2 separate regions of the Sus scrofa genome follow, and region 2 is linked to region 1. A link is a contact called in public Hi-C data. All regions are on one chromosome and are shown on one strand. The core of a region is the stretch at or near the end of the contact, and the rest is flanking DNA. Distances in the headings are between cores, read along the strand shown.

Region 1 (5,154 bases), core at 980-3,479:
ACTAGCGGGATGAAGAGCTGACGTGTAAAGAAGAGCGTGAGGAGGGGAAAGGGGCTCAGACTAACCCCAGGCAACTTGGGGCCAAGAGAATGAATTCTTAATGGCCGAGAGTAAATGGGTAAAGGATGCAAATAAGCAGGTTACAGAGTAGGGATTCCTGCAGGAGAGAGTATTTCCAGGAACAATGAAAAAAAGAAGTCTGGGTACAACCACTAAGGAAAACAGTAGGGAGGTACACCTCAGAAAACTAAATATAGAACTACCATATGAGCCAGCAATCCCACGCCTGGGCATATAGCTGGACAAAACTTTTATTCAAAAAGATACATGCACACCTCCCCCCGCACCCCATGTTCATTGTGGCACTATAGCCAAGACATGGAAACAACCTAAATGTCCAATGACGGATGAGTGGTTTAAGAAGATGTAGTACATACACACAATGGAATACTACTCAGCCATGAAAAAGAACAAAATAATGCCATTTGCAGCAACATGGATGGAACTAGAGACTCTCATACTAAGTGAAGTAAGTCAGAAAGAGAAAGACAAATACTATATGATATCACTTATATCTGGAATCTAATATACGGCACAAATGAACCTCTCTATAGAAAAGAAACAAACTCATGGACATGCAGAACAGCCTTGAGGTTGCCAAGGGGGAGGGGGAGGGAGTGGGATAGACTGGGAGTTTGGGGTTAGTAGATGCCAACTATTGCATTTAGAGTGAATAAGCAATGAGATCCTGCTGTATAGCACAGGGAACTCTATCTAATCACTTGTGACGGAACATGATGGAGGATAATGTGGGAAAAAAAAAGAATGTATATAAATGTATAACTGGGTCACTTTTCTGTACAGCAGAAATTGACAGAACATTGTAAACCAACTACAATAAAAAATAAAAAATAAGAAGTCTACCTTCACTGCTATCATGCGATTGGCAAAAAAAAGAAAAGAAAAAGAAAAAGACCAGTAACACTTAGTGCTGGAGAGTCTGTGGGGAGATGGACAGTCTTAGTCTCAGATACTGCTGTGGGAGGTAAGTTGGAGAAGTGTTTATACAAGGCTTATCTCCATAATTTTGAATGCTCTTTCTTTACCTCTCAAGCGGGAGGGCACAGATGAGAGCATTCTGGGTGTATGTAATAGTCTATATTTTGGTCTGGGTGGGACTACAGACATATATACCTGTGTCAAATGTATGGTGTATATTATGAGCCTTGCTCCATGTGTTGTATAAAAAGGAAAAACTAAATAAAAACTAAATAAAATGCAAAATTACCTTTGACTCAACACTTGCCCATCCAGGAATCTCTACAGAAATGCTTTTGCTCCTGGACAGAGATAGCTGTGCAAAGATATTCAGGACACAATCATTAGGAACAAGGAAGGCTTGAAAACCACTTAAATATGTTTCAGTAGGGGAAGGGTGGAGTAAATACAATGGAATATTAATATGCAGCCACTAAAGAACACCTTGCAAAAAATGGTCCAGCTACATTGTGACAAACGCAAGTCTTAAAACAAGATCTGTGACCCCCATGCTTGCAAAACGCACAACTAAAAATCTCTCTCTCCTTGCATGTATGTATAAAGTCTCAGAAATCGAGGTCCAAATGTAAACAGCAGTTGCCTCCAGGGAGTGGGATCAGGAGGTTGCCACTGCGAACTTTTACCTTTTCACTTGTACCCATAATGTGTCATGGAATTGTTTTGCAATCGGCAGTCACTGCTTTGGCAATTAAAACAAAACAATAAACAAGCAAAAAAAACCCAAACAATAAAAATAAACTCAATCGGTAGAGGCACCTGGCACCTAGTAGGTGCTCGCTAAATATTTGTTAAAGCAGGGATTCAACTGTCCCTGGGCTGCAGGCGCTCCCACCCCGGGTGGGTGGGCCACGCTTGATCCTGTCTGGGTGCCAGTTCCTGCACCGCCGCCCCCGCCCCGGAGGCTCTGGGGGCCTCGGGATGTTGCTGGAATGGATGCTAATGGAAGCTTGGAGCCGGAGGCCACATTTCCCTGTGGGGACTGCTCCACGGCCAGAGCTCTGCTTGCCTGGCCCCAATTTTTATATGCGAGGAGATTAAGAAAAAATAAAATAAAACATTTAAAGCAACCCAGCCCTCCTTTCCGTCCACCGCGGGTGAACGGCGGAGCTTCGGGCGGACGGGCCCCGGCGCCTGCAGAATCGCCGGCCACAAAACAAACACGCCGATGGCGGGGACAGAAACACTTTATGCGCGGCCCCTCCTCCCGCGCTGTCACTCACCGCCCCGGCGCAGCCCCGCCCCCGCCCCGCCCCCGCCCCGCCCCACCGAGGACTTTTTGAAGTTGATCAATGAAACATGTTTTATTTACGGGCCCATTGGCGGGCGGGGACTCTGCAAGGCCTTCGTTAGTTCCACATAATGAAAGAACGGGCCGATGCAAGGGGGCTTGGGAGAGAAAAGACGGAAAATTAGAGTTCGGTCTGCTCACTTAAAAAAAAAAAAAAAAAGAGAGAGGAGGGGGTGGGGTAGAAGTGGTGGCTTTGCTCCCTAAAGCTCGGGCCGCATTCAGAGCCTGCGGAGAGGTCCTCGCTCAATCCTCTTAGTCCAGACAATGTAGGGCCGGGGACCCGCCGGCCTGCGGCCCGCATTCCACCAGGGGATGCGAGGGCGATGGGCTGTTTAAATTGCTACTTAAGTTTCCAGCTGTTTTACCAGTGATTTGCCCAACCTAATAGCTCTTTAAGGCTTTAAACAAGAAAATAGCTCTTCTCACGACTCAAAGAAGCGGCGCTGGTTAGTTCAGACGGCGCCCATTGTCCGAGGCTTAAACCCTTCCCTGCGCCGACTCCCCTCCCCCCAGCAGCCCCAGACTTTGTCCAGCCCGGGGGGACTCTTTATCCTTTTAACATTCTGCTTTGCCGGGCCTCCGTCCCGAGGACCTCTGAATAAGTCCTTATTTGAGGGGACTGCCTGTCTGCTGCCTTTGGGCATTTCCCAAACAAATTAGTAGCAAATAGTAATAATTGGGATGACTGTGGCCCCAACTCGCCCGCTGCCCACGCGTGTCGGAACGTGGAGACGGAGTTTGGGGTGAAGGAGAAAAAAGAAGCTTGTGGTGCTTTGCTCAGCAAAGGAGGCCGCAGCAGGCTAATGCCTTAAAAACTGCGCCCTCTTTTGGGGGAGAATTTTGGGGAGTTTTAGAGTCAAAAAGGAGAAACACAGGGTTCCAGAGAAGAATCAGAGTGGGGGTAACCATGCATTCTTCTTTCTTTGGGGGAATCTTAGTCATCGAAGTTGGTGTCAGGAGGTCTCAGTGTGACCCCGGGGGGGTCATCTGGGTTATTGTATCTTGATTTTTCCCAGAATAAAAATACTTCCATAAAGGGCCTATTGATCAGCGATTACAACAATCTCGGAACCTTCCTGAAAACGTTATGTGCTTATTATCTTTAACCCACAGGCAACTGTGCTCAGGGTGCCTCTCTCTATGGCTCACGGGTGATGGTGTTTAGGGTGCCATCAAGCAAGGGAGAAATGCCAGGAAGGGCCCCAAGCTGTTCAGTTTTAAACTCTTGATTTCTAAAAGCAGCATAAGGACGATAACGTTTCTCTTGTGCACAAGGTGCCTGCATCGTGAGCAGAAAAACTATTAAGTGAGCACCTACTGTGTGCCAGACCTTGGATGGGGCACTCTTCTTCCCTCATCCTGTTTCATTCTGGCACCCATCTACAAAGGAGGTGGGACTGCTACGATGGCTGTTTCATAGGGACACAGGTACAGAGGAAAGAGTCACTTGGCCAAGGTCACACCGCAGGGTCAGGGCTGGTCTGATTTCCAGGTGCAGACTCCTAGGCACCTGCTGCCAGGTAGCCACGGAAACTTGAATAAGCCAGGGGTGGGGACTCCTGGGATACGGGTTCTAGCTTGGTGCATCTGGCCATGGGCACTTAGAGGGCCGCTGGGCCCAGTTTCCAGGAAGTTCTGCAGGGTTAGGGGGACTGGGCAGGGGAGGAGGGGACCATCGGGAAGGTGGGGGTGGGGGGTTGACCTTATCTGTCAGAGTCTAGAGGCTGCCTTTAATTGTATGAAAATAACTCTCTCTCTAATGATCTAAAAAACAGCAGTTGTATTCCTGATGATTAAAATTATACATGTCAATTGCGGAGACCTTGAAAAATATAAAAATGAATAAAGAAGCACCCATTAAAGATTTAGCCTGGCGTGAACACTCCGTATGTGTGAACTATCCCCATTGTCTTCTTCGTCCCCCTTATCCTGAAGAAGGTACTGGAGCTGAGGGCATGGTGGTGTGTTTCCTCTCAGTCATTTTTTTCCATATATATAAACATACCCATTTTTTCCGACCTCGCCCCTAGCATATGGAAGTCCCCAGGGCCAGGATCAAACCCACGCCACTGCAGCAACCCAAGCCGCAGCAGTGACCACGCTGGATCCTTAACCTGCTGAGCCACAGGGAACTCCAGACATACCCGATTTTGATTGTAAATATGCTGTGCACACATTTTGAATACGTGTGCTTTTCTTCCTATGATTCTTCAAGCCGCAAAGCTTTGATGAAGGCTTGCTGAGTTCCCCTTTTGACCCCGATGCCCTTGATTTGTTCTCCTTGATTACACTAGATTTTAAGTAAGGGCACAGATGGTTGTGCAAAGGAGGTCGGTAGAGAGGGGTGGGAGATTTTGCAGGTGAACAGAGCACAGGAGGAAGGAAATCCCCAGATACGCTGTATGTTCAAGGTTCAGTTTGGGAGGCAGAGACCCTCTCTGCCCAGCTCATAGCAGGAGGTAGGGACAGCATGTGGGGCCTCAGAGCCAGACTCGGTCAAGGGGTGTAGCTTTACTCCTGCAGGCAATGGGGAAACACGGGTGGTTTTTTTTTTTTTTTTTACGGATGGTTTTTAAGCAAGGGCCAGGACCAAGTCAACGCTGGAGGGCCCGCCACTAAGGTAGGGGGGAAATGCAGCCCTGAGGTCCAGCCTGCCTCCCCACAGTGGAGCAGTGGCTGCTCCAACAGAGTGGAAGCTGGCTTCCTGACCTTCCTCCGCCACAGCTGGGGAATGCGGCCCAGTGCTGTGGGCCTGGGTTGGGCCATGCTGGAGCCCAAGTTGCCACTGACTCTGGCGGGGGAGGGAG
Region 2 (5,232 bases), core at 302-2,801, 64 kb before region 1:
AAGACGCCGCATTTATTGAAATCATCTTTCCACCTCTATGAAGCAGGTACTGCGATGACCCCCAGTCTACAACAGGCCAGAGATGTGACTTGCTCAAGGTTGCTCAAGGTCGCACAGATGATGAGCTGGGGGGCTGGCGTTCCAGGCAAGGCTGCCAGGCCCCAGAACCTGTGCTCTTAATGGTGGCAGGTGTCTGTGCCAAAGGGCCCTCGGGGCTGGGCTTTGACACATACAGCCCCCCAAGCCCCCTTGCCAGTCGGTCCCGCATCTCTCCACCGTGGAGACAACACATTGCCTCTCACGCGGGTGCCTTCCAGCACCGCCAGAGACGGGACCACAGTGGGCATCAGGCGAGGCCTGAGAGCGGGCAGCCTCCTGCGTGGGCGAGGGGCTCAAACATCTCAAACCCACGGCTGTGGGCAGCTGCGGTGGCCCAGGATCAGCGCCAGTGAGAACGGCAATCCTTCACCAGGCCCTCCTGGAGACGGCTCTCACTGCGTCTCTGCTGTGCAGATGGGAACATTAGAGGCCCTGGAAGGCCCAGTGCCCTCCCTCCAGGGCGCCCTCCTCAGCTCCTCAAGAGAAGGTAACTGCTAGCATCCTCGTTAGCATCGGACCCCTGTCTAGGCGGAAAGCTTGGCAGGACCGTGTCTGCTTTTACTGACACTGGGATCCCAGGGACCAGCCGGGCGCCTGGCACACGAATGAATGAACTAGTGACCTAATCACACAGCTCGTCAGACCTTTCAGAGCGCCTTCCCGCTAAATCAGCTTCGCTCAGACTGACGGGAAGAAGTCCTCTCGGGAAGGAGAGGGGAAAGTTCATCCAGGAGTCAACACCTTCTTGGAGCGTGGACGCGACGTACATTTAAGAGAAAAGAGCAGGCCTAGGAGAGGGAGAGAGCCGGAGGTGCCAGCTGCCTGGTGGCCTGTCCACACCGGGACTGGGAGGCCCTGGGCGGCCGGCCATGATGGGGCAGCAGAGGCTGGCACTGGCCTGGCCCAGCTGTCCCCCGGCCGTGGGGCGGAAGAGGGACTTAGAGCTTGCTGGGCCAGAGGCTGAACGAGGGGGTGAGTGTGGGCTGTGCTGCTGCCAGAAGTGCTGAGTGGAGAGAGCCGGGCCACAGATCTCAGCGGCTCTGGGTCCCCTCCCACCCAAGCTGGGAACCAGGGAACAGCCTGTGTCCCCAAATCCAGCATGCGTTCTAAAGGCCTGAGGAAGCTGCCTATGTGAGCGGCCACCCCTAGGGCAGGCAATGAACTTGACCCCTTCAAAGCATTTCCCCTACTGGAGCCCTCGCTTGTCTGGGAGGGATTACTGGTCTCGGTTTATAGACAAGGAGACCCAGAGAGGTAGGAGTAATGGCAGAGGCCACGTGACCAGTGCAGACGGAGAACAGCCGAGAACCTAAAACTCCCAACCCCCACCTGGCCAGATCCACACGCCTCAGGCCAGGGTCTGTGCTGGCGCCTATGAGGTGCAGCCACTCAGAAGGGCTGAGTCCGTGGCCTTGTCTCTTGGCCAGGAGCCTGGACTGGCCCTGGCTGACCCTGCTCGTGCGTCGTGTCCCCTCTAATCAAACCGGCCTCCTTGCTTTCCCCGGCTCAGGGGAGGCTCCAGAGGGCTGCGAGCCATTAGGAACCTAGAGTCAGGTGACATAGGAATCTGACTGGGTCAGAGGTCACTTGGGGGCAGAACAAGCTGGTCTCAGCTCGCTGGACACGTTCTGATTTTGAGCTCTAACAACCAGCACTGCAGTTAACACACGGTCAAGGCGGCAACTGCCACGACAACCCACGGAGCCTCGGGAAGGAGCAGCCCGTCCGGTGGCCCAGGCCCATGCCCCCACAGGCACAGAGGACCGGGGGTCCAGGTCCCATGCACTTGTCCTGTCCTGTCCTCCTCAGTCCCTCCACGCAGCCTTCGGGGACCCCGGAAATGCCTCCCTTGTCCTTAGGCAGGTAGCCAAGAAGTTTTCTAGTTCTCAGATTGATTCACTACCTGGATTTCAACATTGGGAGATTGACGCAAAAATCCTAACGAGAGCAGGGACTTCTTTAACCAACAGCTGGTTGACATAGATTGGGGCTGAGTCCCCCAAATCTGTATTCTGGTTGAATCTAGATTCCTGGCCCCTGGAGAGTCTGAGTCTCCCCTGATATCCCCCGCCCTGCCCTCTGGCATCACTCCCCCACCACTGCCTCACCAGCTCCGCTCGGCCGCTGATGCCTGAAATCCCAGCTCCGGCCACGTCCCACCAGCCTCACGGTGGCCCCTGGCATGCACTCCTCGTGCCAGCTTGCTGTGCTCTGCCACCCCGCCCTTGTTCAGTTTCACAGGAGCCTGGTCCCTTCCCCGCGGGCCTTGACACAAACCCTGCCTGCACCCCCACCCCAGACCCCTCCCGCAGCCCCTCCCGCTCGTCGATCTGTTCTAGCTCGTGTGCAGCTTCCTCAGAGAGGCCGTCAGCACCTGTCTGTTTCTGCTCCTCTGCCTGATTTCTTTCCTTACCAGCCTCATCGCGTCCCACCTGGTGACCAGAGCTGGCATCCTGACTGCCTGGAACCTATGGTATGACCTCGGGCAGGTCTCCCAACTTGACTGGGCTTAAGCACCTTCACCAGTCACAGGGTCACGATAACCCAGCTCGGCAGGCTGCTGTGAGGGCCCAGCTTGGAGGAAGCGTGGAGCCCACAGCAGCCGCAGTCGCTGCCCCCACGTCATCGTGTCCCCCAACCCCACTGCTCTGCTCTGGAACGTCCTTGGCACAGCGAATCCTTACAGGCAGAGCAGCCCCGGTTGCAAACAGAACCCAGCCGCCACCTGGCGTCGTGCTGTCCCCTCCTGTTCATCTGCCTTCCAACCAGGCCACGGCCTTCCCGAGCGCCCACCCTGCTCGTGGGAAAGCTGGTCTACAGGAGCAGAGCGCACACAGCCTCGGGCCCTTCCCGCTTGCTCCGAGCCTCGTCTCCCTGCAAACCCCTCTCCTTGATGAAAGCACGACTCCCTTCCCACCACCACTCGCCCTCTCTTCCTCACAAGTGTGCTTTTTATAAAACTCGATTTGGGCCCAGGGCCCTCGTCCGGGGCAGCAGGACCCCACAGCCCCACAGCCACGAGACCTCCTAAGGTGCCTCGTCAGCCCGGACAGTGCGCCTGGAGCAGCGCCCAGGGACCGTGGCGCTCGGCCTTTCTGTCCTCCTGGGGACACGGCAGGGCTGAGAATTATCGGGCTGCCCTGTCCTTGAGGAAGCTGCCTAAACAAACACTAAGACTTCCAAGGAGCCAGGAAAGCCGTTCTGCCTAATTACCCCGGGTTTTGTATTTCTTAAGTGTGTCTTTCTTTTCTATCTCAGCAACTGTTTTCAAATAAAAATCATGACCAGGGCCCCCGGTCTCCCCCAGAGCTTAGTGTTAGTGTGTGGGGTCCCATCCTCCCAAGACCCTGCTGGCTCCACACCATGGTCCCCCTTTGCAGATGAGGAAGCTGAGGTTCGGAGCAGCAGAGCTGCTTGAGGGAAGCGCTCCCCGCTAGGGAGGGCAGAGCTGGGGCCTGGCACCTGCCCCACCTCACTGCCACAGAAAACACCAGAAACACCAACAGCCCTGCTGCAGGGGGTGGAGGGAGGAGCTGGGAGGAGTTCCGTGCAGAACCAACACTGGAAGCACAAAACCACCATTCAGGCCACCCCTACGTTCTCTGCCTCGACCCTGAGGCCCCCAAAATTAGGGTGCGGAGAGGGGCTGTCCGGGGCCTCGGGCTTCCCGGGGGTGGGGGCGTGAGTGGGCAGCGCTCACCATTGGAGCGGTGGATGCAGGTGTGCTGGTTGTCGCTGAGGAAAAAGCCGCTGTGGCACTGACACTCGTAGCTGCCCATGGCATTGACACAGATTTGCTGGCAGCCACCATTGTTGTCCTGACACTCGTCCACATCTGCGAGAAAAGAGAGAGAAGGAGACAAAAGAAATCACACCTGGAACTGGACGTGCGGCGTGGCCACCTGGGGGGCCCGGATGCAGTCAGTTGCCCGGGCTCAGCGAAGGGGCTCAAGGGGCACACTCAGGGCCATGCTCCAGTGGTCCTCCCCGGTGGTCCTCCCCAGTGCCCTCCACAGAGGCAGACAGTCACCACAGCTGGAATGCCAGCTGGATCTGGTTTTCCCATGGGTCTGGCACCACTCCGAGCATCTTAACTGCATTAAATCCTTTAATTCTCACAGCAACCTCTATGTCAGATCTAGGTACTGGCCTATTTTATAGATGTGTAAACTGAGTTTCAGTGAGTCAGAGTCACCTGTCCAAGGTCCCACAGAGGCAGGTCACACCTGGTGATCTGCCTCTCAAACCTGAGCTCTCGCTGAAGTCACATACCGCCCCCCCCCAGGAGGACCCGCAGCCTGCACCGGCTCCCCCCGCCTCCCAGAGCCTCGCCGACCAAACCTCACCCTCCCTGTTCTTCAATCACACCTCAGATTTACAACCAGCTGCACGAGACTTTGCAGCACAGAGAGGCTGAGGCCAGGGCAGCCTGCCTTCTGCCTCGCAAATTGGTTTCAAAAGCCCAGAGAAGGGGAGGTTTTTAAAAGGCCCTGACCCCTGGCTGCCAAGCCTGCCACGGAAGGCTGCCAAGCGGTCTTTCCCACTCTCTGGGAGAGACAGACCTCAGGGCCGACACTCAGTTTTGACCAGAGGCTGCTGGCACAAAGGGTGCTGTTGGCTGAAAAGCGTCTTTATGGAGTTCTGGTCTTGAACAGAACAGCGTGTTTCAATTACTGAAGTCATAACCCCCATACTGTCAGTTTGTTTAATGAAAGAAGGGCTTCTTAAACCTTAATGTGCCATGTCTGTATTGTCATTTTAATGGGCAAATATATGAAACCACAAAGGCAACGTGAGCTACTGGCTGCTTTGAGCCAGTCCCAAGACCCCCGGCACACACGGGTGCACGCACGCGCACACATGCTGGCACGCGCACACACACACACGCACGCACACACTTTGGCACTGAGCTTTTTAAACAGTTCTTTTTAACACAACATCTTTTAGTGGATGTGAGCGGGTAAAGAATCGGGCAGACTGACCTGCCCTGAACCGGGGGAGGACTCGGCTCTGGCGCTGTGTCAGCCGGGTCCTACTCAGGCGTAGGGACGACAGACCCTTCGCCCCTGGGGGGCGGGGGGGGGACCACACTGCTGCCTTTGAGGCCGACGGCGAGGCAGGTCATTACTCTCC

Evidence for each region. A called contact is a pair of places that touch in the nucleus more often than the background predicts.
Region 2: a contact with region 1 is called in a Hi-C map of fetal liver, with 2.4 times the contacts expected there. The contact joins two enhancer-like sites. A contact is called at or near these places in 2 of 5 promoter capture datasets (liver and skeletal muscle) and 14 of 47 Hi-C or Micro-C datasets (brain, epiblast stem cells, fetal heart ventricle and 10 more).

Annotation. Positions count from the first base shown.
Region 1 is chr5:5,543,811-5,548,964 of Sscrofa11.1, reverse strand. No RefSeq gene overlaps it. Among named protein-coding and RNA genes, the nearest start is that of SCUBE1, 15 kb to the left of the region's middle. Within about 2 kb of position 2,229, at least 27 of the 83 cell types and tissues checked have an H3K27ac peak or open chromatin away from gene starts, as enhancers often do. A contact at or near this core is called in fetal liver, where this site is marked.
Region 2 is chr5:5,607,195-5,612,426 of Sscrofa11.1, reverse strand. SCUBE1 (signal peptide, CUB and EGF-like domain-containing protein 1) reads right to left here. Exons shown (of 24, transcript XM_003125983.6): 4 at 3,800-3,934. Among named protein-coding and RNA genes, the nearest start is that of SCUBE1, 48 kb to the right of the region's middle. Within about 2 kb of position 1,551, at least 9 of the 83 cell types and tissues checked have an H3K27ac peak or open chromatin away from gene starts, as enhancers often do. A contact at or near this core is called in fetal liver, where this site is marked.